5 separate regions of the Mus musculus genome follow, and all the other regions are linked to region 1. Evidence: chromatin contacts called from public HiChIP or PLAC-seq and promoter capture Hi-C data. All regions are on one chromosome and are shown on one strand. The core of a region is the stretch at or near the end of the contact, and the rest is flanking DNA. Distances in the headings are between cores, read along the strand shown. Region 1 overlaps Tns3 (tensin 3). Region 2 has its middle 19 kb from the start of Tns3. Region 3 overlaps Tns3 (tensin 3). Region 4 has its middle 36 kb from the start of Tns3. Region 5 holds the start of Tns3 (tensin 3).

Region 1 (5,928 bases), core at 1,144-3,643:
ATAGGAACTGTGCACTGCTATGCCCGAACCTGTGAGGAACGACCAGTGAGCACATTTACAGAGAAATACAGGCAGCCACTTGATGTCTTTGTGGGGGAAAGTGTTCCAAAGGGTATTGTGGGTAAATTTGGTGTTCCTTGGGTTTCAGCATGGCACACTGGTAGAAAGTCAGTGTCACCAGCTGTTGGATTTTAGTTTTCTCGGAAGGCTATGGCATTGGGTGACCATGAGGTGGCGGGCACATGGGTTTGGGTGTGGGGTGTGTTTTGTTTTAAAGCCTTTCTCTGCAGAATTGTCAGGGAGAATTCTCTTTGGGTCTGCTCAACTGTGGACAGTGGTTTCTCAGACAAACAGGAAAAGGGCATTGGAGTGACTCGGGGTTGTCAGCTATGGTGGTGGTTATTCTGGTGGTTTGGGGGTCCACCTGGCTCTGTCTTGGGGGCAGTTCCTGTAGTTGCAGGTAGGACCTGCAGGTTACATCACCATTGCCCACTTATGTTTCCCAGGGCTGTCAGGTGGGTTGTAAAGAAACCTACAACTTACACACAAAGCACCTGGTTTCTTTTTCTAGGGGAGTGTCCGTCTACACAGTTCCAGCCAGGGCCTGAGCCTTCTAGCTGCACCAGGAGTGCTGTATCACCAGCACTCAGGAGGCTGAGGGGGCTTTCAGTCAGTGATAAGATGTGCCTAAGGTTATGGGTTCATCGTTTGCTTGTTTGTTTTTTAATATTGAGTAGAGTTAAAGGCAAGGCTTTCCCATCAAGGGGCCAATGCATCAGCTCCTCAGTGAGCTTGAGCCCCAGTATGTGGAGCCAGGCTCCAGGTGTCATCCTGCTGGCAAAGGTGAAGGCTGGCTCAGCCCATTCCTGGGGCGGTGGTCCTAACACCTATTTGTGCTCTGCTGTGGTTTTGCTGTCCTCCCATGGGCATCCTGCTGGTTCACAGTGGCTGTCTCTTGTCCAGGTTCTGACCCTGATCCCTAGGGGAAACAGTGGGGTTTCAGAGAATGACTTTCTTCCTAAAGGAAGGAACCCTCCAAGCCATCTCAATCCCTAACACTGCCGCAGATGAGCGGGAGGAGGGGCGGGGGTGATGAGCAAGTCTGTGAGGAGGCCTGCTCAGAGCTGCTTGGGTCATGGCTTTGACACGGTCACAACCCCCAGTCCTCTGGCCTGTGGGTAGACGGGACCCACAGAGGAGTTAGACCTTTTTCTGATGGAAGTCGTGGACTGGAAAGGCTGGTACACCCACCTCACTGAGCCCGCCGCTGATCCTGTTGGGTTGGGGCCAGGCATTTCCGATAGCAGGGATAGCTGTTTTCAGGCATATAAACAACTGGGAGGAAGTGTCTTCTCAGGGGTCTTCCTGGCTGGGCCCTAGACACGTGGCCTGAATGGGCCTGGAATGAGGGCCTCTCCTTATCAAGTTGCTCTTGGGACCTGCGGGGTTGGGCAGGCTTAGATTCAGCAAGATGGTCAGCAAGCTGTGCCGGAAACTTACCTCTGTGCAGAGGCCTGCGATAATGAAGTAAAATCAACACTGGCACATGCTGGCCAGGAAGCAACCCTTGGGGAACATGAGAAACTTCTCTTTGAGACGTTCAGGGAGAATGTTCTAGAAGTTTCTAGAAGCTCACATTTGCAGAGTGAGTGAGACTCTGTTGCCTTCAGTTCATGGTAAAACGTGGAGTGCTGCTGGACAGGCTGTGTTTTAGTGCTCAGGTAATAGACTCTGTATGCTACTTGATGCACAAGAAAATGTCTCAGACTAAAATAGGTACTGGTGTTTGTAAGCAATTTTGAAGGCTGTCGAGAGGTTCAATTGATGTTTTGGGGGGCCCTTCCATATGGGGGAAACACATGAAGGAAATAGGAGGAAGAAGGGGATCTAGATGTAGATGCTTCCCAGAACCTGTTAGTAGAAAGCCCAATGAAACAGGCTGGTTCCTGATCAGTTTCTGTTGGTTCCCACTGCAGCCAGGAGGAAAATCTGCAGTTGAGCAGATACTGAGGAGTGGGTTTCCGCAGCTGAAGTCTCCTGGCTGCCTTGTGTAGGGCTGTGGTGAAGGCTTTGTTGGGGCGAGGCGATCCCCTTCTACCAGGAAAGGAATCTGTGGCTCAGCGTCACAGAGTCAAACCCCACTGGCTTTTTCCTCCTGCGTCCTCAGGTTGCCGCGAAGGGCAGGTGTGGGGCGTGGCTGTTTGTCCTGCCCCTTGTCTCCGCTGGGTGTCCCTGGTCTCGGCGGCGTGGTTTTAAGTTGTGGTGGGTTTTGGCCGGGAAGTTTTTCCGAACTTGAAGGGGGAGGAGGAAGAAGGGAAGCAGAATGGAAAGGAAGCGAACTGCAGCAGAGAGCAGGCGGGGCCAAGTCTGGAGGCACTGACTGGGCAGGCGGCCCGCAGCAGCCCGCGGCCGCCCAACAATCCCGGGATTCTTTCCTGCGACCTACTCTCCCGCTGCCCTCTGAATGGGCCTCTTTGGAGGTGGCAGCCCCGCCTCTCGCCCTGACTCCCCCGGGGACTGGCAGAACACTGAGCCCTCCCAGGGTGGGTGGGGGACGCCATTGGGCCGGACTCAGCACCCGGGGCTGCTGGGGACAGACCCTGCAGAGTGCCTTTAACAAGGCTCACAGATTCTAGGCCCTTCCATGGACTGACCGGACCCCAGGTGCCCAGGTAAGCCAACAGCTGGCCTCGTGGCTTCTCCAGGAGCTATTTCTGTGTCCCTGGTGTCTCTGAGCTCTGGTTCCTTTGGGCACATCCAGTTGCTGAAACCTGATCTGGGATGTGGGGGAGGGTAGTGGTGGGAGTAGGGAGGAGGAGACAGACAGACCCAGTGCCAATGGCCAGGACACCTAGGTGAACTGGGGCATGGAAAGATAGCCAGACAGTTTTCTGTTCTGAGTTCCCTTATCACTTAGTGGCGTTTCTCAAGTCTCTTAGGGACCGTCTTTCAGGGGAGGCACGCTTTCTAACTTTGTGGAGCTCCTTAGGGATGAACAAAAGCCTGGTTTGAATGTGTGCCGCTTTCTGTGCACTCTTCTGCCCAAACTGATGATCGTGGGCCTGCCCCTTTCTCTCTGTCACAGCCCAACCCATAGCCCTCAGGAGAGTGTTCCCCGAGCAGCTTCCCCAGAGGGCAGTTGTTTCCACTAAAGAGGCAGGCAGCCTGTGGAGCAGATGCTGGGATTTTTAATGAGGCTCCCTCATCTCTTCTATGCTTGGAGCCTGCAAAGGTAGCATTTCTAAGCAAATCCATGAACACTGAAACAAAACAGGCATTGACTGGACTGATGTGCTCAGATTCCGGCAGAGCTTCTGCAGCCGGGGTGACTGGTACCTTAGCTGTCCTTCCCTCCTGGGATAGGACTGGGGTTGCCTCCCCCACATGTCGGGTAGGAGAATCTTAGGGCTGTGAGTGGCTAGGGAGGAAGAATGTGGTCTCTTGCAGCATCTGTTGATCCTTACAGATACAAGGCTGTGCGCTACAGCTCACATCACGGGGCAGATCGTACTCTCGAGAGAAAGCCCTTGCATAAGCCCCATGACAAGCCCCGGCAGGTTAGGGTCTGCCCCATGCTTGTAAGTTTTATGTGTTGTAAAACTTCCTGGTTGTAAGTTTTATGTGTTGTCCCTTCTAAGAGCCAGAGATATTTTAAGTCAAATGCTTTTTCAAAAGCTTCCTGTTCTTCTAATGGAATCCATATAAAACCATCATTTTCCATGAATCCCATATGTCTGTCAGTAGATTCAAAGTTGGCCGCCTCGGATGGAAATGTTTTCCTAGTCTTAGGTGAGATGCGAAGTGTCTCCATCTGTCTGCATTGGCACCGAGCTCATGTTTACCACCAGCCTAGGTGGAACCTATGGTATGGAGTTTCTGGGGACCCTTTCTGTGTTCTGAGCACAGCAGCCAGGCTATAAATTCTCACCGAGAACCATGCAGCTTCCCTTGGCTCTGAGCAAGCCTGTACAGCAGGCTCCTTGTCATTTGCATGTGCGTGCGTGTGGAGGAGGCAGCTCCAGCGGTGGGCTGCAGAATCAGAGACCTTGATGATACTGATGGGAGACAAGGTTCCTGTTGACTTCCTGTGAACCAGCTTCCCTCCCTCACTGTTTAAGAATCTGTCTCCTGGTCCCTAAGGGAGGACTGATAATGTGTATGGGAAGATGTCGGAGGATTAGGTGAGGTAGTGCCTGCATGTGTCTTAGCAGTGTGCCTGTCACGTACACAGAAGGCACTTAACCCGAGTTGGCTGCTTCTCTTGCCTCTTACTTTGTGTGGAAATGATGTGAGAAGCAGCGGCATCAGGATTTCTCTGCAGTCCTGAAAGTGAGTGATGGGCGGTGGCCATCAATGTGCAGGTCTATGCTTACGGCGTGTTCGGCCCTGCCCTAAAGCTCTGAGAAAGTGAGTTGTGGTGAGGGCGGGACTGTGGTCACTCCCAGTTCTGTGGCCACTGTTGTCGTCCTGGTTCCTTCCTTCCTCTACCTCTCCAACCCCCCTTCTTGTCTTTAATTTAGAGAGAACAGACAAAGGCATATAGTTGCCCTCCGCAGGGAAGCAGGTCAGGCTGGTAGGTGCCAGTGATACATGGAAGCTGCTCAGACAGCTGCTCAGCACCTCTGGAAGCAGCTTTCCATTCTGGGGCTATAGAGAGTACTTTGTCCCTGTGCTTCACTGCTGTTCATTCTGGAACTAACTTGAGACTTAAAGGTACTGGAATCACAGGTTGCAGGGAGAAGTGAAGGCCCAGGAGGGCCCATTATAGACTCTAACCTATGAAACCAGGGAACTGGTTCACCTGCAGTCCTATGACACACAACTTTGGGTGGTGGCTTCTGTATGGTATTTGTTTTTGAGTAGCCTTAAATGGTGAGTACTTGGTTAAATATGTCTAAAAGACTATGGTGAACAGTAGTAGCCTGACCAGATTCCTTAAGAGACTGGATATAGCTGGAAAAGCTTCCAGAATGTTCTCTGGAGCCTCCTCAAAGTAATGAGTAAGTAGGGGAGTAGGGAAAGAAGAGTGGAGGGAGGGAGGGAGGGAGGGGAGGGGAGGGGAGGAGGGAGAGAGAGAGAGAGAGAGAGACAGACAGACAGACAGACAGGCAGGCAGGCTGGCTATAAAGGACTAGATCTAATCATACATAGTCTCTCCTGTGTACATTCTAGGAAAAGACTCTCATGGCCCAGAAAGCCACCCATCCTACTTCACAGTAGGTCTTTGTAGGAAGGCGTGTATTCCCCAATGGCTCCAGTCCACTCTGATATCTGGTCGGTTTTCTAGCATTATCAAGGTCTCTGTCATTTTTGTAGCCTATGTTGCACCTGAGCTGGGAGACAAGTTGATAATATCTTAGTGGCCATAAAAAACAGCAGAGTAATAAGTCACTCAGAAGTTGTTGAAAATGACATTGTTCATAAAAGGGAACATTTTCAAAGCTTATTAAGAAGTATTTAAAAGCTTTAAATAAATGGAAAGAAGGTCCGTGTGTATACATAGGTTTGTTGTAATGGTGAAGAGTCTTATGATTATGAGCTATACATTTAATTCCTGTTATTATTATTATCGTCGTCGTCGTTGTCATCATCATTGCTCATTGCTGTGGATGAAACTTCATAATTCTAAGTTCAAAGAATAAAGACCCAGCCAGGAGTGGTGGTACATGCCTTTAATCCCAGCACTCAGGAGGCAGAGGCAGGTAGATTTCTAAGTTCGAGGCCAGCCTGGTCTACAGAGTGAGTTCCAGGACAGCCAGGGTTACACAGAGAAACCCTGTCTCGAAAAACCAAAAAAAAAAAAAAAAAAAAAAAAAAAAAAAAAAAAAAGAATAAAGACCCATAGTTACCAGTAGATAAATGTTAGGAGGTAGGACCTTCATGATGGTAGAGACCTCAGGCCATGTTAGCTTATTTTGATTCACAGTA
Region 2 (6,275 bases), core at 168-2,667, 220 kb before region 1:
CAGCATCTCCTGGCTTCCCCAGCTCTCCTGCCCGCAGACAACACTGGAACTACCCAGCCCCAATCACTGAGTTGATCTTCTAATCATGAGTTTTCAGTTAGCTCAGCCTCTGTGGAACCCTGACTCCCACAGATAGTGAGAGAACAGGTAAGGGGTGGGACTGTACTCCCACTCCAATCAGCAGGTAACTAGGCTCAAGGTACACAGACAAGCCTCTCTAATTACCTGTGCTTTCAACAGGGCTCTGCCAGGAAAACAGAGGAGGCCTCTTCAAAAACTTGAGGCTGTATCTGCTCTCTCCCTTTCCTTTTCCCTCCGCCTCTTGATGCATCTCTGGGCAGCACCCCTTGTCAATCAATTCCCGTGGCTGTTCACTGATGTCTCCTGCCAGATTCATCAAGTCTGAGATGCCTAGATCTCTCCCACCCTGACTTATTACCCATTTTCTTTCCATGCTCCTGAGTTTAGGCCAGGTTCCTTAGCTGTTCCTGTCCCTGTCAGCTACCAGGGGTAATGAGGCTGTTTTGGCAATTGCCTGTAGCCCAAACTCACCAGCTTCCAGGCTGGATTGTTTAACCCACCTCTTCCCTAGCCCTCTCAGGCAGCCTCATGGGCTAGTTGGAACCTGCATCTCCAGTGACCCTCTGTAGGTGACTGGGGTGAGTCAGAACTTCAAGGCTCCCTCCAGTACAGAGCACAAGCCACTGGCTGTTAGTCTCTTTTCTGTTACTGAAACTGCAAGCCACAAATGGACCAATGTATAACAAAACGGCTTATTCAGTTTATATTCTAAAGACAGAAAGAGGCTCAGGATCAGATGCCACATCTGGAGAGACTGCTCAACAGGTTGGGCAGTGTTCTTTTCAGGTGACTTGGTTGGTGTAAACCTATTTCAGGCAGCTGTGCTGATTTCTGCTGCTTTCAGGTGGCTGGTCTGCTCTTGGCATCTTCTTTGTAGTTCAGTTCTGCTAGTTTTGAAGAACTCTCAGCTTTTATTGCTTACTCCGGCAGAGAAGGGTCTAGGGAACCTGGTCTGTTTTAGGGACTTTCTGAGTTTTCTACCTTCCTGCCTAAGGAGCTTCACTGCAGGAAAAGATGTGTCAAACCCAGCTGAAACTGTTACCCAACCTTAGGCCACAGTCTCATTGTATCAAATGCCCTTAAAGGAGTATTCAACCTTAATCGCCTCCCAAAGGTGCCTTCTTCAAACAGTGTAGTGGATTACGTTTTTGTCCTTTTAATTCCACAAAGAGGGCACTTCATTTCAAGGTGAGATTTTATTGGATTTTGGTTGAGATAAGGTTCTTGTTCTGTTGCCCTCACAGTCCTGAAACTCCCCACGTAGCCTATCTAGGCTGGTCATGAATTTACGGTGGTGCTTCTGGTTTTTTGCCTCCCTGGTGCTGGGATTAGAGGCACACACCACCACACCCAGCTCAGTGTGAGTTTTGACAGGGACATTCAAACCACAGCGCTGACTTCTGCTGCCCACAGTGATGACATCTTTCAGTTGGTTTGCTCCTCTTCCCTGCTGAGTCACTGCAGGATGTCTTTCCTAGGGAGTGAGTGGGACCAGACCCTAGCTCAGGAGGGTGAGCCACAAGTGTGTTCTACTATGGAGGACTGGTCCTGCTGAGATCCTTTTACACAGTTCCTCATGTGGCAACCTCCTCCCATAAAATTATTTTGTTACTACTTTATAAATGTAACTTTGCTACTATTATGAATCATAATGTAAATATCTAATATGCAGGATATCACTATGTGACCCCTGAGAAAGGGTCATTAGATGCCCTCCAAGGGGGTTGTGACTCACAGGTTGAGAGCCACCTCTATGGAGAGCCTTCCTGCCACTCTCCACATCTAAAACCAACCCAACCGTCCCCAGCCACCAGAAGCCTGAGCGCCTGCAAAGACAAGTAACAGGGGAGCCAAAGCCAGAGCCCACACTAGGGATGGCTCCTTTGATGTCAGCGGCAGGAGAAATAACTGAGGTTTTGCAAGCAGGACTGACTTCTGCATGTGGCGTAGTATCATTCAACAATGGGAAAAGCAATTCGCTGATCAAGCTCAGCCCCGGTTCCACTTGCCATGCTTCATGACAGGCCTTGCTGTGCAGTAGTAAAAGATGCAAGCTGGTAATTGGATTTCACTGGAGTAAAACATGTCACTTGCTGAATCCTTAAGTTGGGAGACAGTTGACCGGAGCCCCTCTTGTCTTCAGGTGTCCAAGGGTCACCCTGGACACTGGTGGGCCTCTAAAAAGGAGGAATGGCTGTTTGGCGGTTAGACAACTCTGCTCCCTTTAATATGGGGCACTGGGGAAGTATATGGGTGCATGAGAGAGGGCCAGGAAAGGTTACTTCTGGTTTCCAGTCGCACCATCCAGTATACCCTACAGGTGTCTCTGCAGCTGGGTGACCACAACAGCTGGCTCAGGTCTCCTGGGCTGCTGAGTCAACTCCTCCCCTCCACTCCTAGTGTGGGTCTCTGCCCTTGACCTGCCTCTTACAGCCCTCAAGCCAGGCTGGTAACCTCAGATCAAGAGATTCCATGTAGCCGGGCGTGATGGCACACACCTTTAATCCCAACACTAGGGAGGCAGAGGCAGGCGAATTTCTGAGTTCGAGGCCAGCCTGGTCTACTGAGTGAGTTCCAGAACAACCAGGGCTACACAGAGAAACCCTGTCTCGAAGAGAGAGAGAGAGAGAGAGAGAGAAAGAGATTCCATGTATCTGCTCCCAGCACAGTTACAGGTACTAGACCTTCTAGGGCCACGTCAACAGTAAATAATTGGTGCTCAGTACTGGATGCAAGCAGTGGGTGATAGGGTGTCCCTCTCTGTGTGTTCCACCACTCCTGGCACTCTTTGAGCTGCGCATCCCAATGTGCATCACTCTTTGAGCTGCCATCACAATAGCAGGACCCAGCTCAACATTGGCTACAGGAAGCCCAAAGGGGAGTGGGCCAAAGTCTTCCGTTCACAGCTGTCATAACTCTTACTCCTGCTTCCTTCCCTCTTATCCTCTCCCCTCAGAGGATGAGAGGAGTGGTCCTTTCCTCCTTATGAGGGGGTGGAGTGAATGGGAGGGGTGATGCTCTCATTGACCTGAGCAGAGACCTCAGAGTGGAAAATACTCCCACACCCCTTGCCCCCTTTTTTCAGGAAGGAGAAATTCCAGAAATCCTTTCTCTACACCAAGTCCCTCCCTCTGTCCAGATCCTAGGGTGCAGCCAGGAAGGAAGAAGCCTGCCCAGATGCAGTGGTTCTGGGAGAATTAAGTACCATGGATTAATATTTGCTCCCTTTCAAATTGAGTTTGTGAAGACCTAGCAGGGTATAGTTAGTAGTGAAAACCCTTACTTGTGAGTAAGAGTATCACCTTCCCTGTTCCATTATTAAATGGTGAATGAAAATGCCCAGGAGGAGGGCAGCAAGGCAGCTGGATGGCTATGCACAGGCTCCTGTAAGTGTCTAGGTAGCACACTATTTGAATCCACCAGGATGGTCCTGAGTGGTAAGATCACAGAAAAGGTCTTTTCTTCATTCATCTCACTGGCTATTCCAAATAATCTATGATTATCCTGGCTTATTTTTGAGTTGGCGGGGGAGCATGATATATAAATATATATGTAAACATTTTTCCAAAAATAGGTATTAATCGCGGGAGAAATGGCTCCGTGGTTAGGAGCACACCTAGATGACCTGAGTTCAGTTCCCAGTACCCATATTTTAAAAGGAGCCCCACTGTCTGTGAGCCTCACCCACTCCATCACTTAGTCACACTGTGGTACCAATCCAACAAGACCTCTGGCAGGGAGTGCATGTGACTGTCACACAGAGGCCAGGCCAGCTTGTGCCATGGACCTGACCTTGGCTACTTCAGAAGAATGTACCATCTTTCCTTTTTACTTAGTCTGGACCACTCTGTGACACCTTTGTCTCAAGACAGGGACCCACCCATTCTTTATCCTATTTACTACATTGTTTAATCTGGTCCATCTTTGATGGTCTCTGCAGAGACCCTTCCAGGTTATACCTGCTCAATATTTATATGATGTGTTGATGACAACAAAGGCTAAAGAAGACGAGGTAGAATGGTTAATTAATTAGTCCATAAACATCACTGTGTACCACCCACAAAAATATGGGGACAGACAGAAATATGAACTAACCTAAATTACCTGTGCTACATCTACAGTGTGACTGCCTAAATAAGACCTAAAGAAGTATACCAACAGACATGCTAACACAGCAGAAGAAGGTTTCTCAGGGATCCACCCCTAAACAAAGAACTACAAGCAAGTACAAGGTGCTGAAAGAGGGAGAGACACTCATCTCCAGGGAAGAATCCCCAAGTTAGTTATCCAATGTGAATTGGTCAGCCCTGAAATCATGTATATACAAGCAACACTAAAGGGCATCAGACTGTGTGTGTGTAATAATTAAAAAAAGAAAGAAAGAAAGAAAGAAAGAAAGAAAGAAAGAAAGAGAGGCTATGAATTTGAGACAGAGTAAAGGAAGAGTTAGAGGAAGGAAATGGAACAGGAGAAATAGTACAATTATATTGTAGTTTCAAAAAATTAAAAGATAAGTAAAAGACCCAACCTAGAGGGAGCACCCGGCACTTGAAGCTACAGGCTTACAGTGTGACTTGAAGGTGTTTGGGACCATATAGAGGTTGTATCTGGATGAAAAGAGGGTGGGGAGTGAGAAGAATTCAGATGGGAAGTGGGTAGCCAGCAAGGAACCCAACATTCTGTGCACTGGGCTACCTACCCAACTGCAGAATAAAGACTAGGAGAAGTGTGGGGATATCACACTTCTTTGGGAAGAAATTGAAAATTCGAGTTGATGAAATTTCCCATCATGTATCTCAATTGTCTCCTGACATAGATGATCAGCACACACTGGGAGGATGAGCCATGGATGCAAGACTGGGCATTGGATGAAAGCACTGATGTCAGGACACCTAGGAACTCTTATGGAAGCACTGATCAACACCAGAGGATGCACTGCTCTAGATACAGGAAGACAGGAAGAGCGGAGAGGCTGATCTAGAGGAGGAGGTACTATTAAAGGAGCCTGTAATGAAAGTGCTGCAGTGCTGGGTCCTCTAGCCTAGGATTCTGCATCTTCATTGTACAGATGCATAAAGGAAGCTCTCCTAGACAAGGTCTCAGAACTTATGTGGCAGTAGGTGGATCCTGAACCCAGAGCCTCAACTTCCAGTACAGCTTCTACTGCTCTAGACAGATCTGACTCGTTAGTCAAAATGTTGAGCAGGGAAGTCTGAAACTGTGCCAAGGTCTCTCGCTTGGAATGTCAGAGCTCAGCTTGCCAAGGCTACACTGTATATGTATACACATGCTAATGTGGCCCATTATGTATGCATATATGCATTTTTACACACACACAGACGCACATTAAATATATGTTATGCATTTCCTTGTACATGCTCAGAAATTTCTAGAATGATGTGTGGTCCAACTAAACAATGTCATCTTAAAGAGGACAGATAGTGTCTAGGTACAAGAGAGGGGAACTTTTATGTGATAACCTTTGTTGTGTACAAGCCTCTTACCGTAGTATACAAGCTTGGTTCTGCTTTTCCATCTGCGGAAGAGGAGTGGCCTCTGGGATCCAGTGGGATCCAGAAGAATGTGGGGACAGGGCTGTGCCCGTGTGGATTGATGGGTGGTCAGCAATACATTCGTAGAAACCTTGGATGACTTACCTCACCTTCACCCCAGAGGGGTCATGAGTATTCCAAAACCCAATGCCAACAATTGATTTGCTTGGTCCCAGGAAAGGAGGGCCGCTCTGAGCAGGACTTTCCAGGCTCCACGATTTCGGCTCTGAGCCTGGAGAACTCAGCCTAATAGGTAAACAGAATGGCACAGCTGCTTTTGATTGTAGAAAATTCCCCAAGCTCAATTTGGACAATGCAGAGGGAGTTATTTTTGAAGCTCCAGCCAGCCTGGATCTTCTCAGCTGCCCCAACCTTCGCGTGGCAGCTGGGTTTCTATTGCTGCTCTTCACTTCTGTCTCCTACAAGAATGAACACTGAGAGCCCCTCCTCCTGGATGACTCTTTTGTGGAAGAAATGAGATAGGCTTTAACCCTGGCAAAGCATTAGAGAAAAATCCAACTGGGTCTGAGTCCAAGGAGTTCCCAAACCTGAAAAGAGTTAATACGACGTGCTAATAGTCGTTGGCAGCTTGTTCTGTGCTTAGAGTGAAAAAAAATGGGGGGAGGGGGTTAAGGGCAAGGA
Region 3 (5,700 bases), core at 1,234-3,733, 150 kb before region 1:
AGTAGCAAAATTACAGTTATGAAGTAGCAATGAAAACAGTTTTACGGTTGGGGGTCACTGCAACATGAGGAACTGTATGAAAGGGTCTTAGCATTCGGGAGGCTGAGAGCCACTGTGGTCGAGTTAATCTTTGCAAGGCAATATTCTGCGTTTCCTGTAGAGTTTGCTCCAGTTGTAGGCAAAACTCGGCTTCTTGCTCTCTAGTAAGCAAACTCTATGCTCAGCTTTGAGTGAACACAGGGCCCAATTCTAATCTTGTGAGGTGTAGGGTGAGTGGTGGAAGTCCTGGGGGTTAGGGTTTTTTTCTGTATTCTTGATGAGCAAGCTCTTCAGTGCTCATCCTTTTTAAGGGCTTTTCTGCGGACCTTAAGAGCTGTGCAGCTCATTGTTCTGCAGTGCCCTGTCTAGGAAACTTCTTTCCTCTCTCAACAGGGGTGGTTCACTGGACTCAGTTTGGATCTTCTCTGCAGCCTAACGAGTCTCTTAAGAAGGCAGTGGTGGGGGGAGGGAGACAGAAAGTTCACCTTAACTTATTCTTGCCTCTGAAGTGCAGTCCTGAGTCCCCTAACTAGGATATAGTTAGGGTGTGTATCATTAGGCGCTGTTGCTGTTGTGTTGGTAGCACTCAGTGTGTTTATACAAACTGAGATTGTGGGACATCACCCGTGGAAGGACTTCAGCCTCAGAGCACTTTGGTGCAGAAGGGTATTGTTGGCCAAAGCATCCTCATCGCTGTCCGTCATTTCTGGTCCTCCATTTCCTGCTTCGCTGTTTTAAAAACAACAGCTTTGTGCATTTCGTATATGATTTTAGGTATGAAGGTACATTTAATCTTTGGCTGATACATTTGCACCAGCAGTGGAAATGGATCCATCCTGCAGATGGATGCAGAGCTAAGTAAATAAAAATGCTGTCATGCTGTTTCACATCGCCTGAGGTCCTTAAAACTAGGTCCGAACATCCTCCTAGGATTTTTATTCAGATCTGTATCTCTCACCTTCCTTGTACGCTTCATCTGCGCTCCTTCAGGGTCCTCCCTCCCCCCTGCAGTGCACTCGGTGACTCTTCTTGCTTCTGTTGACTCAGATGTGGTGGCAAGCATCTTAGAACTTACTACCCATGTACTGGTACAGAGAGTATGCACCTCTGTGTTTTTCCAACATTTTTGAAAAAAAAAATCCATCCTTATTATATATAGTTAGGTTATTTCTTGTTTCGGACAGGTTTTTTTTTGTTGTTGTTGTTTTGTTTTTTGTTTTTGTTTTTCTCTTTTGTTGTTGTTGGTTTGGTTCAGTTTGGTTTTTCGAGACAAGGTTCCTCTGTGTGGCCTTAGCTGTCCTGGGATTCTTTTTGTAGACCAGGCTGGCTTTCAACTCACAGAAATCCACCTGCCTCTGCTTCTGGAGTGTCAGGATCAAGGGTGTGTGCCACCACCACACTGCCCAGCATTGGGACAGTTTTTTAAGTGTTAGAAACATTAGTCTAAGGCCGGGCAGTGGTGGCGCTCGGCTTTGATCCCAGCACTCGGGAGGCAGAGGCAGGTGGGTTTCTGAGTTCGAGGCCAGCCTGGTCTACAGAGTGAGTTCCAGGACAGCCAGGACTACACAGAGAAACCCTGTCTCGAAAAGTCATTGGCCATACTGTGTGGGGGCTGGGGTCTGTTCAGAAAGTAAAGCACTGCCTGCAGCCCAGCCGCAGGTCCTTTTTAAATTACCTTGTCATACTTTGGAAAGCTTCTAAGAAATTATCAAACTTTTTTTTTCCTCCAAAGTAGTTGTTACTGAGAACAGGAGATAAACGATGCATTTTACTTTCTCAGTAAATTTAAATGATCCTGGTGAGAGAGCAGAAGCCCCCCCCCCCCCTCGTGTGTGTGTGTGTGTGTGTGTGTGTGTGTGTGTGTGTGTGTGTTGACGTTGACTAATATCCACATGGTTATTAGATCATGCGTGGACTGTCAGCAGCAAACAAGCTGTTTTTAAAACAGTGAATGATCTTTTAAGGGCCTCACATAGAGGCTCTGAGAGCAGACTCTACCAACAGGAACTTGGTAGATGAGAGTTAATGTCCTTATACTAACGCTTGCCATCAAGGTTAAGGAGGCAGTGTGTGCGTGTGTGTGTGTGTGTGTGTGTGTGTGTTTGTGTGTGTGTGTCCATCCCTGGCTCGTGCCAGGGCCTTCCTTTCTGCAGAACAACACACCTAGCCCACTGGCCTGAGAAGTCAGAACCTTAGTGGATAGTTAGGGACATCTTTGAGGGGGAAACTACGCAGTGAGCTTTAACTTGTTTGCTCTTGGATAGTCCTTTATTCTAGAAGCGCCTTGAGAGTCTGGAAGGGTGTATGGCTACTTTGCTACTGTAGTGGATGATGTAAGCCTGCTAGCTGCAAGCAGTGCATTATCACCTGGGTGGCTGCCTAATGTCTCAGTCCTCATGCCCTCCTAGGAGATGCGCCTACTGAGAGAGGGCGAGCTGCCCTCTGGATTCCAGAATGCCATTCTCTGGCTCAGGGAACTGGAGTTGGCTTGGTAAAGCTCCTCTTTCGGCTGTGTGCAAAGCTCACTAGATTTATTATCTCCCGAGAAAGACCTTAAACAAAAAAAGAAAAAGATGCAAGAGCTAAAGCTCTGACAGTTTCCTCCTTTACTCTTCCAGCCGGGAGAATTTACCACGTGTCCGCACAACTTTAAGAAAAAGGACTTTAAAAAGCCCAGAGTCTGTGGAGTGTGCAGACAGACCATTGACGGTCAAGGGATTGCTTGCCGAGGTAAGTAAGTCCGTGCCCTTGAACCTCTCACCCGTTAGACCCAAGCTAAACAAACAGTAACGCGTAGACAGTCGTTCCTCTGGGAGTTTCCAGAAGTTAAGTCATGGAATTTCCCCATTGCGCCTCTGTTCAGCCCCCATCCCCCAGCACCTGGCAGGGCCTCCCATGTTTATGAAGATGCAGGCTCCTAAGGAAAGTTTTCTAGAAAGAGCAGAGCTATTAGTGGGTTGTTGTGGGCACTTTGTGCTTCAGGGCAGGTCGTTTACAGCCTACACTTCACTTTTTTGGTCCGCATGTCTGTCTGTGTGAGGGTGTCAGATCTTCTAGAACTGGACTTATAGACAGTTGTGAGCTCCCATATGGAAGCTGGGAATTGAATCTAGGTCTTTTGTAAAAGCAGCAGCCTGTGCTCTTAACTGAAGAGCCATCTCTCCAGCCCCTGAGTTAGGGCCTTCTGTGTGCTGGCATCTCTCAGCCTGGTTGTGGAAAATGTTGATCTTGTCTCTAAACCAAGCCACCAGCTTGGCTTTTTTTCTTTTTCCCTTTTCTAAAAGATTAAATGTGTTTATTTCCTTTACATCCCAATACCAACCCTCTGTCTTGTCCCAGTACCCCTCTCAGGTAGATCCTTCCCCCCCATTCCTACCTCCCCCTCTTCTTTGAAAAGGGGAACCCCTTCTAGGTATCACCCACTGCAAATCAAGTCACTGCAGGACTAGGTGCATCTTTTCCCACTGAGGCTAGACAAGGGAGCCCAGTTAGGGGACCGGGATCCATAGGCAGGCAGGCAACAGATTAAGGGACAAACCTGCTCTAGTTGGTGGACCTGCATGAAGTCCAAGCTGCACATCTGCTGCATATGTGCAGGTGGTAGGTCCGGCCCATGCATGCTCTTTGGTTGGAGCCCAAGGGTCCAGGTTAGTTGCCACTGTTGGTCTTCTTATGAAATCCCTGTCCTCTTCAGGCCCTCAGTTCTTTCCCCCAACTCTTCTATAAGATTCCCTGAGCTCCATCTAATGTTTAGCTGTGCGTCTCTGCATCTCTTTACGTTGGCTTCTAGAGGGCAGTTATGCTAGGCTCCTGTCTGCAAACATAACAGAGTATCATTAATAGTGTCAGGGATTAGTTCTTGACAATGGGATAGGTCTCAATTTGGGGCAGTCATTGGTTGGCCATTCCCTTCGTCTCTGCACATCTTGTAGGCAGAACACATTTTGGGTTCAAGGTTTTGTGGGTAGGTTGCTGTCCTTATCTTACCTCTCCATTGAGAGTCATGTCTGGCTACAGGAAGTGGCCACATCAGGATCCATATCCCCTACTGCTAGGAATCTCAGCTAGAGTTGCCCCCATAAACACACTGAGACCGCTCCCCATCCCAGGTCTCTGGCACATTGTAGAGATTGCCCCCTTCTCCTATTTTTGTTCTCTTTCTCCTGCTCTCCCTGAATCTGATGCCCTCATGCCCCCTCCCCTTCCCACTTGGCTTTTTCTCTTGATGATTAAATCTTAGAGTCAGTGCAAGTTTGAATTGTTTTGTGACTCCAGGTGGCTGCATCTCCATAATGAATGTGTGGCTGGATGAGGCTATGGGGTCCACCACACAGCCCAGGAAGCCCTGAAGGATCGGGGGACCATTCTTTGGTGTCCAGTCAATTGTGGGGGGTTAGGGTTCCCTCCATAGAGTTAGTGTTAGTTCTGCCTCCCCTCTCCTTTCAGGAGGCTAGCTTTGGACTCTCCTGCTCCTAGGTTGGCTCCTGAGTGCTGGGATCGTAGCTTTCACTGCCACACCCAGTAGTTCCTTTGTGGAAAATTTTCAGGGTCTTCCCTGGTGGGCCTCTGTAGTGCTGGGATCTCTTTGGCTTATTTTCTCCTTTCTTCTGATCAGTTTTGGAGATGTAACATAGTGAGTCAGGAATGGACCAAGAGTGTGGTCCTCTTAGAGTTCAAGGGCATCTGTCTGGGCTGTAGTATTCCAGTTTGATGCCCTCTGCTACATAGTGCTGAAGAATATGTCGACTGCTTCCCTGTCGTTTCCATCTCAGGTCCCCTCGCTTGGGTCCCCTTGTGTCTTAGTCAGGATTTCTATTCCTGCACAAACATCATGACCAAAAAGCAGTTGGGGAGGAAAGGGTTTATTCAGCTTACACTTCCACACTGCTGTTCATCACCAAGGAAGTCAGGACTGGAACTCAAGCAGGTCAGAAAGCAGGAGCTGATGCAGAGGCCATCGAGGGATGTTACTTACTGGCTTGCTCAGCCTGTTCTCTTATAGAACCAAGACTACCAGCCCAGAGAAGGTCCCACCCACAAGGGGACCTCCCACCTTGATCACTAATTGAGAAAATGCCTTACAGCCAGATCTCATGGAGGCATTTCCCCAACTGAAGCTCCTTTCTCTGTGATAACTCCAGATGTGTCAAGTTGACACAAAACTAACCAGTACACCTTGCTTCCTGAGCCCCACGTGTTTCCTACCCTAGGCTTTTGGGAGTCCTGTCTCTACCTGATTCCAAGTGTCTCCTCTCACTGCAGTCTTGCTGAACTTCAACATTTTCAGCCTAACCCCACTCCCCTCACCCTTATAGGTGTGGAATGCTAGGGTGGCTTCCGCCTTCTGCTCTGAGGCAGTCTCCTACAGGCCAGTGTGTCTCTAAACCCTGACATGCCCTAGAGTACAAGGGTCTGGGAAGATGTTGTTGATGCTGAGGTCAGGTAGGCATGGGTGGGCAGGGCCTCACTGATTGAGTAGGAGCCTCTTCGTGTCATACCGATGGGAATGACATAGCCACAGAAGCAGGGTCTCTCCATCTGCTTACTGTAGGCCTAAAAGGAAAAAGAAAGGAGCTGAGAGCAGGTCATTGGTGCTCATAGGATGAGCAGAGCCCTTTAGTTGGCTACCAGAGGAGACCTTGTGGGAAGGAGACCCCTAGT
Region 4 (5,546 bases), core at 211-2,710, 230 kb before region 1:
CCCCAGTACAGGGGAACGCCAGGGCCAAAAAAGGGGAGTGGGTGGGTAGGGGAGTGGGGGTGGGTGGGTATGGGGGACTTTTGGGATAGCATTGGAAATGTAAATGAGCTAGATACCTAATAAAAATGGAAAAAAAAGATTCGGGGGGGGGGGGGACAAAAAAACAAACAAACAAAACGATCCTTCAAGGGTTTTAGAGCATGAGTCCATAGACCAACATAAAACACATCAGAAGTTTAGTCTGAAATGCCCAGCTCATAAGCGCTCATGTGGTTCTGTTTGTTTGTTTGTTCATTTGTTTTTCTTAACCTTCATCCACAGTGCTCAGAGCCAATGACACGGCACATGTTCAATCACTAGTCAATGTTTACTTCATCTCTCACTTTATCTGGCTATGGGGCCCTCTCATAACATAATGTAAACTCAAGTCAGTTGTGAGCACTTACAAACCTGGACTCCTCCTTGCTACATGCTGCCCCTTTCCTAAACAGAGATGTTTCAGTAGCCTGTTTCAGTTTCACTTGATATCAAAGACCCCCGACTAGACAGGTTATCTGATGGAGCAGCGCAGACAAATGAAGAGGAGCAGAGCTGACTGTCGATGACTCTTGTTGGGGCCACTGATAGGAAGCAGCTGTATGGGGTGTGAACTCCTGTTTGCTGTCATTCCATACTCCTGACCAGCGAAGAGACACAGGCGACATAGCTTCTGTCTGTTGTCAATTATGGACTTAAGGAGCTGTCTCTGGACTAATGTTGTTTTGCTTCTTGGACATCCCAAGAGGCTGGTTGATCTAAAGCACCATAATACTGCCCAAGGCAAAACCACATTAGCCCAGAGACAGCTCATGGATGGTTCAAAACCACATTCCAATGAGTGGATAGGTCTGCAGCCAAGCAAACAAAAGACAGGCTACTGGGGACCCTCTGAAGGTTCCCAAACTCTGTCCCTGTCGTGTTCTCAGATGCACTGTCCTCAGCTAAGTGACTCATGGAATGAGTACAGACACGGCCTCATGAAGAGCAGTGGACTGATTCTTCATAGCTTCCTCATACTGTGGTAGCCTGAACTCTGTGGTCTCTCTCCAGTCTTGCTTGAATGGATGGACATGCATCTTGAGGGGCATTTCCTGTTCCTCTAACGATATCCCGTGGGAGAGATCCTCAGTGGTCACTTCTAATCAGTTGTTATCAGGGGACTGAACAGAACGGGTGTGGAGGAGGGGCCCTAGTGTTTGTAGGTACAGCACAGACCACTTCAAACCCTTCCTTGTGAGGAGTTTTTCAGGATTCCAAAGCTTAGCCTGGGAGTTAGGAATAATGTGGGAAAGTTTGGGAATTACAGTTAAACTCAGGATATCTTCACAGCCAAGTGGAGAGGCCCTAAAAGCCCTGTGTGTAGAGTCTTTTATCTTCAATCTGAGAAAAGAAGGAAGCAGCCTCCCACCCAGATCACTGAGCCGCACCCCTACACACGCCAGAAGTCAGGCTGCTGTTGTGTCTCACTGTGGACGGTCACTCTGCCCACAGAGAAACAGCTTGATGTTTATGGAAACTTGGCACCTCAGATCCCTCCTCAAATCTCTTGAGTTTGAATTTGCTGTTTCAAGGAGTCAAGTTCAAAAAGCTCTGCCTCATAGGACACAGAGATTTAGACAGAGATGTTCCCAGCTTGAGGCCTGGTGATCTGGGCTTTACCCACACATATTGGACACTGTAACTTCTCTGAATCCGAGTCTTGCTTTCTAGTTATGCAGTGACATCTATGATCTTTATCACAGCCAAAGCAGAAACAAAACTCAAAAACAGGCATGCCTATGGAGTGAAATCACAGGACTTCAAATTAGGACGCTCTGGGCCCCTTTTTCCTAGGAAGACACTGGCTGAAAGGACTTTAGAAGACTCTCAGAAACACTCAAAACGCTAGAGGAGCCAAGTAAGTGTCCAGTCAAGTCGGAGGCACACTAAGGACATTTTAACTTCTCTGTGCCACCTCCTCCCTGGTATGACTTGGTGGGAGAGAGCCACAGCTCAACTTCTGCTTCCACCCTTCAAACCAGAGGGAGAGAAGTTCTGTGTGCTGTTTTATGACGTGCCTGAAGAACTGGTCTCTCTCACCTCGCTCTGTGCTCACACAGGAAAAAGTGGTAGCTCCAATTCCATACTGAAAGGGGCACAGGAAGCAGCAGTCACTGCTCACCTGCAGGTGTGTGTGGTGGGGGATGGGGTGTATGGGCAAATGAACACAACAGACTATGGCCCTTAGATGACTTACAAAAATTTAGATACGTAAAAGCAGCTGCAGCCAGGTGGTGGTGGCAGCAGCGCATGCCTTTAATTCCAGCACTTGGGAGGCGGATTTCTGAGTTTGAGGCCAGCCTGGTCTACAAAGTGAGTTCCAGGACAGCCAGGGCTATACAGAGAAACCCTGTCTCGAAAAACAAACAAAAAAGAAAAAAGAAAAGAAAGAAACAAAAGAAAGAAAAAAAGAAAGAAAGGAAGGAAGGAAGGAAGGAAGGAAGGAAGGAAGGAAGGAAGGAAGGAAGAAGGAAATCTTAGAATAGTCTATGACTATCAGCTCTGAGCTGATCTCAAGCTCAGACCTTGCTATGTTCACTAGCAAAAGACTTCCCAGTCTGCAAAACAACGTAGCAGAAACCGTGCCTGGTGCAACCCAGACATCAGATTGAGTCCCGATAAAGGACTTAAATGGTGTCTTGAGTGTGCTGGAAGAGTTAAAGGAAAACACAGAACAATGAGCAAAGGAAAACACAGAGGAGTGTGGACAATGATGGAATGGAGAAAGAAAGCCCACGAGATGAAAGGAAGCGAAATAGAATCCCTGGTGCTGAGAACATGCAGCACCTGAATAGAAAATGTCAGCGAAGGATGTTCAACCGTGGAGTCAAACACAATAAAAAGACAAAAACAAAAAACAAAAACAAAACCGGTCGGCACACCTAAAAACAGGCCACTTCATCCCCTCCAAGGCACAGGGAACATCACCAAGCTGTTGAAAAGGAAGCAAATGCATGAATCAGAGGGGCGGGCGGGAGTGCATGCCTGGAATCCTGACATTAGGGGGTGAAGATGAAAGAATCAGGGATTCAAGGTCAGCCTTGGTTGCCTGAGACCCTGTCTCAATAAAACCAAGAACAAAAGGCAAATTCATGAAAAGTCTGCTCACAGGGACTCAAGCTATGAAGCAGGAATGTACTGCATCCATAGATTCCCATGCCAGGAGCAGAGCTGTGAAGAGCAATGCCTGTGTGTGCAACTGGGGTTAAGTTCAACTTAAAATGGGTTGTTTGAACCTTAATATAATAATTTAATATAGTAATCTTCCAGAGGAGCTTATATACAAACTAGGAAAAGAAGTACCAGGAAATGAGAAAGATTTTAAAATGTATTCCCACCAAAATCAATTAACCAACCATGCTAACAAGCAACCCCAGAATGAAAGAAAGGAGGGAGAAAAATGTTACAAGACTGAGAACAAATCACAGAGTATCAACACTAAAGCCTTCCCTAGCAACAACTAATTTTATGAACATGATTAAACTCTCTATCATGGGGCAGTGTGCTGGGGTTTGTTGTCACCTTGAGACACCATGGAGCCTCTCCTGAAGAGAGAGAGCAAACTTGAAGAATTGCCTAGATCACACTGGCCGGCCTGTGGAGGACCGGCTTGTTCACTGATTGATGCATGGGTAGCCCACTGTGATAGCAGCACACAAAGCAGGTGAATCTGAACTGCATCAGAAAGCTAAGCAAGCATGAGCCAGAAAGTGAGCCAGTCAGCAGCCAAGGGCTCCAGGGTGGGATGCTGCTCCAGCCTTCTGCCTTCTTCTGTGACTTCTCCTCCAGGTTCCAATCTTGCATTCCTGCCTCAACTTGCTTCAGAACAGGAGTATCACCTGGAAATGTGGCTGAAATAAGCCCCCTCCTCCACTAAGTTGCTTTTGGTCATGGTGTTCATCCCAGCAACAGTAAAGCAAACTGCAACACACATCCATCCACAAATGCATGAAAACAAAGTGAATAGCACAGGAAACAAAGGACAAAACCCACAAGTCAACTAACCAATTAATCTAGACATGGTGGCACACACCTTTAATCCCAGCACTCAGGAAGTAGAGGTAGGCAGATTGATAAAAGTTTTAGCTCAACGTGGTCTACAAAGCAAGTTCCAGGCCAGCTAGAGCTACATAGCGAAACCCCTGTCTCTAAACAAACAAACTAGGGGCTAAAGAGATGATTTGGTGCTTATAAACACACATTGCTCCTCCATAGGACCTGAGTCCGTGCCTAGCATTCACATCGGACAGCTTATGACTGTCGGCAGTGCCATCTCCAGGTGCCAGCTCCTGGTGCACACACACACACACACACACACACACACATGTTGCATGCTAAAAGAAATGCATGGATTTAAAGAGAAATAATACGAGGTATTTCACACAAGTATTCAGCAAAAGAAAAATAGGAGGTAGTGATATCAAACGTGTTGGGCAGTAAGTCAGAGTCATTGTAAAAGACAAAGCAGAACTTCGTTTACTCATTAAAGAATTAGCTCACCAAAAAGACAATGACAAAGAGATTCAAGGAGTCTCAGAGAGCTAACAGGCAGGAAGTGAAAACGTGCTGCAAGTGAAAATGTGCTGGAACTTCAAGGAAAACCAGCAGGCGTTCTCAGGACCATACCACCAATGCCCCAATAGAACAGCAAGTCAATGGAGTGCAGGGGTCCATGCCTGTAATACCAGCCCTGGGGGAGGCTGATATAGAAGGACTCCCATAAGGTTGAGGCTAGCCTGGGCTACATAGTAAGTTCTAGGCAAACCTTGGCTACAGAGTGAGACTGTCTCAAAAAATAAAACAAACAAAACAAAGAAAGGAAAAAGGGAAGGGGGGAGGAAGAGAGACAAAGAAGGAGGGCAGCAGGGACTGAAGGAGGCAGAGGGGAAAGAGAAACGATTTTAGCACTCTGTACATTAATTATGCCTGACAGACACATGGGCAACATCCAACCCACCAAGAGAAGATTTCAGTTTCTCAAGTCCTCTTAGAATATGTGCTAGACCACAAAGCAAATCTTAATAAATTTAAGATTTTAATCAGACAAAAATTAATTCCAAGTCGATCAAAGGCCTAATTGTAAAAATAAAAACTATTAAACTCAAAGGAAACAGCTTCTTGACACTTGGCTTGCCAATGTTGTCTTTGATGCAACACCAAAACCACAGGCAATAAAAGACAGTTTAGTGGGCTGGAGAGATAGCTCAGCAGTTAAAAGTATGTGTTCCAACTGTTAGGAATAAGTTCAGGGTCTCAAAGAAAGAAATCGCCACTCCAACCAAAGTGTCAGGACAAAAGAAAAAAAAACGCCACTATTACTCTTATTTTGATCTTATTTATTTAGTTGGTTGGTTGGTGGGTGGGTTGGTTGTTTTCTGAGACAGGGTCTCTCTACAGTGCAGCCCTAGCTGTCCCAAGGACATCTTACACTAGTAGATCTCAACCCATGGGTCGTGACTCCTTTGGGG
Region 5 (5,481 bases), core at 198-2,697, 200 kb before region 1:
CTCACCTTACAGTGCTCTGATCCCCACCACTTGGTTTACCTATGTCAAGTTAAGATTTTGGGGGTGTTTTCTTACCAGGTCAAAGGCAAAGGAACAGTTCCTGCCTTGTCCCCCTTTCTAGCAGAATGACTGTGACCTCCTCCCTATCCCCTCTAAAGGCTCCTTTACAAGCATCCTGTTCCTCACCCATGACCCGTGGGACTCCCAGAGGCTAGGGAAATGCTTGTTTCATTCCTTAGGGCCTGGGGCTCAGGGCCTGGGGAAGCTTTTGCCTCAGGCAACATCTCCTTCTCCCAATGTCTCCATTTCTCAGAGATAGGCATAGCCTTCCCAAACCTGGGGGAGAGGAAACAGGGTGTGGCCCGGCCTCTAGCCTGGCCTAGGATCCAGGGCCTCACCTCAGTGTTTGTGAAGGCTGCGCTGTAAACAGATCCACCAGATATTACTTTCCTAGCTCAGCTTCTCCACCATTCCTGGCAAGCCTGGCTTTTTCTTGAAGGCACAATATGGCAAGAATTGAACAGGTTTTGGTAACCTCAGACAGTGGCTGCACCGAGCAGATAGATACAATTTCTACCCTCTTTTAAAGCTACCTGGAGTGTTTTCCCGGAGTGGAATCAGAGATATTAAGGGCTGCTGGTGTCCACTAGAAACTGATGGAAATTCCATCTCATTTATGCAGACGTGTTTGAAAGACCATGCAATGGCATGCCATCATTCCCTGGAGATCGCAATGAGAAAATGGACACAGAGGCCCAGCTATCCGAATCTTGGGGATCTCTTAAGAAATCTTGCTCTGTCCTCATCTGAGAAAGGCTGTTCAGGAGATCTTCTTTCTCCTGTGTTCCTGCCAGCCTCAACCGTATTCTCTCCTGCTAGGTTCACTTTAAGAAGTCAAGGGACTTCTACCCAGCACCATCATCTCCTCCTGCCTGGTGAATTCTGGATGTTGAAGGGGCTGTTGGAGCATCCTGGGCTGTCTTAGAGACTGCTGCTTGATACACGTAGAGCCCCACGGGATAATAAGTCACTGGAGGGTATTGTAGGACTTCCTCCTGGCAGAAACAGCACTTAGACACACTGGATGAAACAATAAACTGGTTTTGCAGGAATGGGACTCGAACCTCCCTCCCCAGGTGCACTTACGTAGACATGGAACTGTTGAGCCTATAGAATACTGGGGCCCCCGAGGTATTTAGGGAGGCCAGCGAAGTGGGAGGGTATTTTAAAGAGCTCATCCCTTGGGTCAGGAACCCGAGGGGGTGAGTGCGGGGGGCGGGTGTCCAGCACCTGGAAACGCAGGACATTGTTAGGAAGATGAGACCAGGTGACCGGCAGGGCTCCGGTGCGCGGGCGGTCCGTAGCGATTGCCGGAGCCGCCTCGAGGGGGCCCTGCCGCGGGCGCGGGCGGCCAGCCAGGAGGACGGGCCCGCCCGCGAGCAGCTCGGAGCCCAGCTTCGCTTCGGCCATCGCCCCGCCGGACCGCGCTGCGGGTTCGCCCAGGTACCAGGGTCGGGAGCAGGGCAGGGGCAGCCACACGCCGCCACACTCTTTGTTTGGGGCCCCCGCTCAGGTTCCAGAGCCTGGGCGTTCGGGGTCTTGGAACTGGGTTGCAGCCGAGCAGACACCAAACCTGGGCGCGGAGACAGTTGAGGGTGTAGGGACAAGGCGCGGGGGCACCCGGGAAGGGCGCTTGGGATCCAGGACTGAGGACGACCAGGGGGTCTGCGGCGATCGGGAGTCTGGGGCTCAGCCAGGTCCTCGGGCCGACGCGGGCCGGAGCTCCGGGGCCGGCAGGGTCCTGGTCGCGGCGCCCGGCGCCTAGCTAGGAGGGCGGGGGCGGAACCACACTATCGCCGCCCCGGCCCTGCGGACTTTGCTCCCTGAGACAGTTAGGGAAGAGAAGACGGAGGAGCCGCTTGGGGCTGCAATGAGACTTCTCAGGACTTTACTCCCGCCTTTTCCAGGCAAGTGAGCTGTGTGCCTCTTTTCCTTTCCTTTCGGTTGCTTGGGAGCCAGGGGTCTCATCCCGCCTTTTCCCACTATTCGGAGGAGTACGAGTGCAGGCACAGGCCTGGGGGCCACCTGTGGCACGTGTCTCCTGGCACGCGGGCACTGTAGCTGACAAGTAGGAGGGAGGGTCCTGGGCCCCGGGGTTTCTGTGTAGTTCTGTGTTCTGCCCCTGGGGACGTTTGCTTGGATCGATTTGAGAGTCTATGCCGCAAAAAGAGACCCCGAACCCCTTCCTTCCCCAACTGGCATTCTGGCCGGTGCCAGCAGGTGATCCCGACTCTCTAGCGTGACTGAACACAAAAAGTTCCCTCCAGGGCTTGGGGCCAGCAGACCGCACTATCTAGGGTGACCACAACTGATTGGAACGCCCTCGGCTTTGTCACAGCCCACTCCAAATTTTGTTTCTTGAGTTGTGCCTTCTGCTCCACTGTATAGAGCTTCAAAACGACACCCCAAACCAAGAATACAGGAGCTACTATAGTAATAATGTGTACCCCATCAGAGCTAACCCTTTTGACATATTGATGTATTTCCTTGAGGCTTTGGTCTGTTCATATGAATACTTTTTAAAAGTGCTTTTAGTTTTTTGCCTGTTAAAAGAGATTTTTGACTGTCTTTGTGATTTTGTTGCTTCCCTCTTTGGGGCCTATGAGGTTATATTTGCAAATCAATCAACAAGTATTAAGAAAGGCTTTTCTGTGCTGAGGACCAGGAAGGGGGCGGGGATGGCTGCAGCTGGAAGCTGTAGGAGGCTAGGCCAGGACTTGGAGTGTGTGTGTGTGTGTGTGTGTGTGCGTGTGTGTGTTTATGTGAGGGAAGGGGGGCACAGACAAGGGGGTGCATTTGCTGGGTCCTGGAGAACTAACTGGGGCAATTGGTAAGAAGCCAGACCTCCGATAAAGTCATGGTGACTGCCCCCCCCCCCCCCAAAGAATGACAGAGGGCAATAAGGACCTCTGGCTGAGTGGTACTAAACTCTTTGCCTGTTGTTTATTTCATCTCACCCAATGATTCTTGGAAGAAAGAGGGAAGTGGGATTATCACACCCATTTTGCATATGGGCAAAGAAATGCCAAGTATCCTGTTTATGAAGCTGAAATGTGGAGGAGTAGCTGGAATTCTGGGACACAATGTCTGAGTTCTATGGCCTGGCTCCTGCAGGCTGGCTGCTGCTGCTGCTTCCCTGGCAATTGGCTTTGAATGCTTGTCCAGACAGCAGCAGTTCTTCCACTGAGGGTAGCTCCTCTGCCGAGGCTGCTAAAGCTATCCGCAGCAGCAGATGCGAAACCTAACCACTAAGAAGATAGAAAAAAAAAAGTAGTTGCTTCAGGGAACATCATATGCCTAAATGCAAATCGATTAGCTTTTACAAAGTGTCTCTCTGGCCTGCTGTGTTTTGAAACTGAGCTACTTGCAAATGTTGACTTCATAGTTCACAAGATCAAATATGTTACTATGCTATAGAAGGTTCCAGGGGAGCTGGTATACTCGTGGTATAGCCAAGGCCTGACAAGGAGTCAGCTAGACAAGAAGGTGGAGTGGAAGATATCAAAGGAAGAGGGTATTTGAGTCTGTCTGGCAGTCACAGCTTCTGTCTGCCCAGGATACAAGGAGCAATTTTACAGACGAGGAAAATTACCAACAAATTTCCAAAGTCTGGGAGCTAGTGGTGTATCTGCATGCAGTCTGCCCCTGGAGCCACATTATGTTGCTTAGGGTCAGCCTGCTGTTAGCAATGGATATGTTCAGGGGAAGCCTGTTCTGACTCTGTGTTTGAACTTGGATGTGGGGAACACTGGGGTACTGCTAGCAAAAGTTCTTTAGTTTTTTCTTTCTGAAAGTAAAACACTTTTATGAGACCATGCCACCTACCAGGTAGTCCGAGGCATTGGATCTAGGCAAAAGGTCGTTAAGAGGTGCACTAACCTGGCCCCTTCTTGTAGGACCCAGAAGCAGGGGAGAACAGGTTGCATCTTCATTTCACCTGGAAAGAAACCTGCCAGCAGTGACCTAATGACACAGAGCAAGCCTCATCTACTCAGAGCCCCTGCCACCATTTCTGCTAAAATAAGTGGATCAGGCTGGCTGCTTCAGTAGGTATTGGTTAAGTGTTAGCCACCCTGTGCTTCTCAGAGAGTAGAGCGTGTTCACAGCCAGAGCACAATTACCCCTAATACTCACGGTGAAGCCTATGTATCCTCAGTGGACTCTCCACATGGAAATGGCATTTAAACTCCTTAGCGTAGGTGAGAAGGAGTATGTACTGCATTTCAAAACCCCCGAGGATTGGCTGTATCTTTTGGTGGAGCACTTGTGTAGCATGTGAGAACTCGGATTCAATAACCAGGACTTCAGAAGGAAACAAACAAAGTAAGTCTCAAAACTCATGCATCCATTCTCTTACATTGAGACCAAATTTGGGCGCCAGGCAGTGGTAGTGCACACCTTTAATCCCAGCACTTGGGAGGCAGAGGCAGGTCAATTCTGAGTTTGAGGCCAGTCTGGTCTACAGAGTGAGTTCCAGGACAGCCAGGGCTATACAGAGAAACCCTGTCTTGAAAAAAAAAGGGGGGGATCCCATTCTGTCATATCTGCACCCCTCCTCCACCATTTTCTGTACACTCACAGTTTGCTGAGTGCAGCTTAGGGGCAGGGACATTCATTTCCTTGATGCCTGTTACTCGTAAAAGTAGAAGACGCAGATTCCCCAAGCTTCTGGGAACTTTGTTTTGAATTCTGCATCAAGAGTGTTTTGAGCATGTCTGTTGTTGTGGTAAGGAACATGGTCCTGCACACAGAGTCCCTGGGGAGGTCCTCAGTGTCTGTGTGGCAGGTCTTCCTGTGGCACAAACTGTTGTGTGGCACAGTGCATTCTCAGAGAGTGTCTAGGCACTTACTTTGTTTTTACAGCTCATGTGACTTTGAACTTTTGGTGAATCCTGCTGCCTCAGCCTCCCGAGTGCTGTAATTACAGACATGACCTGCTGTGCCTGGTTCTGGTTTTTATTTTTTACCCGTCCCAGTGTAGCTGTGTTTAGGGTTCCTCATGTGGCAGCACAGATGACCAGTGTCGATTGCTTCTGCCACAGGGGGGAACCAGGGAAGGATGGGTAATCCACGATCAGGGCCATCTTGTTTAAGAAATAGAAGACAACACAAATCAGGGGCCTCCAGAATTTTCCAGGGGAAAAATTTATTTTCTTAATATTTTATATTTGGTTGTTTGTTTATTCTGTATGAAGTGTGTCTATGTCCGTATGCCTGTATGCATGCGTGTACGTATCCATGTATTTTCTGACCTGTGTGTGAAGGCTAGAGGAGAAGTTGCTGAAGTCCATTCTCTCCTTTTATGATGTGGGTTTCAGGACTGATCTCAGGTCATCGGGCAAATACTCTTACCTGCGGAGACATCTTTCTGGCCCAAAGTAGCCACTTGAGGGCCATAATAATGATCTAAAGATTCGTAAA

Evidence for each region. HiChIP or PLAC-seq counts read pairs in DNA pulled down with a chosen protein or histone mark. Capture Hi-C pulls out chosen DNA fragments and counts their contacts.
Region 2: an HNF4G HiChIP or PLAC-seq map of pancreatic cancer cells shows a contact between it and region 1. The contact joins two enhancer-like sites.
Region 3: a contact with region 1 is called in a promoter capture Hi-C map of pancreatic islet. The contact joins two enhancer-like sites. A contact is called at or near these places in 1 of 484 Hi-C or Micro-C datasets (nephron progenitors), 1 of 115 datasets of contacts at active chromatin or transcription factors (embryonic stem cells) and 1 of 9 other capture datasets (pancreatic islet).
Region 4: a contact with region 1 is called in a promoter capture Hi-C map of adipose tissue. The contact joins two enhancer-like sites. A contact is called at or near these places in 2 of 484 Hi-C or Micro-C datasets (adipose-derived mesenchymal stem cells and nephron progenitors), 1 of 115 datasets of contacts at active chromatin or transcription factors (pancreatic cancer cells) and 2 of 9 other capture datasets (adipose tissue and pancreatic islet).
Region 5: a contact with region 1 is called in an H3K4me3 HiChIP or PLAC-seq map of craniofacial prominence, with 4 times the contacts expected there. The contact joins the promoter of Tns3 here to the enhancer-like site in region 1. A contact is called at or near these places in 4 of 484 Hi-C or Micro-C datasets (Sertoli cells, embryonic stem cells, forebrain and 1 more), 4 of 115 datasets of contacts at active chromatin or transcription factors (craniofacial prominence, embryonic stem cells and pancreatic cancer cells) and 1 of 9 other capture datasets (liver).

Annotation. Positions count from the first base shown.
Region 1 is chr11:8,465,171-8,471,098 of GRCm38.p6, reverse strand. The region is part of intron 20 of Tns3 (tensin 3); the gene reads left to right. Among named protein-coding and RNA genes, the nearest start is that of Tns3, 200 kb to the left of the region's middle. Within about 2 kb of position 2,393, at least 263 of the 459 cell types and tissues checked have an H3K27ac peak or open chromatin away from gene starts, as enhancers often do. A contact at or near this core is called in Sertoli cells, adipose tissue, craniofacial prominence and 6 more, where this site is marked.
Region 2 is chr11:8,680,608-8,686,882 of GRCm38.p6, reverse strand. No RefSeq gene overlaps it. Among named protein-coding and RNA genes, the nearest start is that of Tns3, 19 kb to the right of the region's middle. Within about 2 kb of position 1,417, at least 51 of the 459 cell types and tissues checked have an H3K27ac peak or open chromatin away from gene starts, as enhancers often do. A contact at or near this core is called in pancreatic cancer cells, where this site is marked.
Region 3 is chr11:8,612,809-8,618,508 of GRCm38.p6, reverse strand. Tns3 (tensin 3) reads left to right here. Exons shown (of 31, transcript NM_001083587.1): 2 at 2,658-2,769. Among named protein-coding and RNA genes, the nearest start is that of Tns3, 49 kb to the left of the region's middle. Within about 2 kb of position 2,483, at least 21 of the 459 cell types and tissues checked have an H3K27ac peak or open chromatin away from gene starts, as enhancers often do. A contact at or near this core is called in pancreatic islet, where this site is marked.
Region 4 is chr11:8,697,520-8,703,065 of GRCm38.p6, reverse strand. No RefSeq gene overlaps it. Among named protein-coding and RNA genes, the nearest start is that of Tns3, 36 kb to the right of the region's middle. Within about 2 kb of position 1,460, at least 83 of the 459 cell types and tissues checked have an H3K27ac peak or open chromatin away from gene starts, as enhancers often do. A contact at or near this core is called in adipose tissue, nephron progenitors and pancreatic cancer cells, where this site is marked.
Region 5 is chr11:8,660,501-8,665,981 of GRCm38.p6, reverse strand. It overlaps Tns3 (tensin 3), which reads left to right and starts at 1,447. Exons shown (of 31, transcript NM_001083587.1): 1 at 1,447-1,503.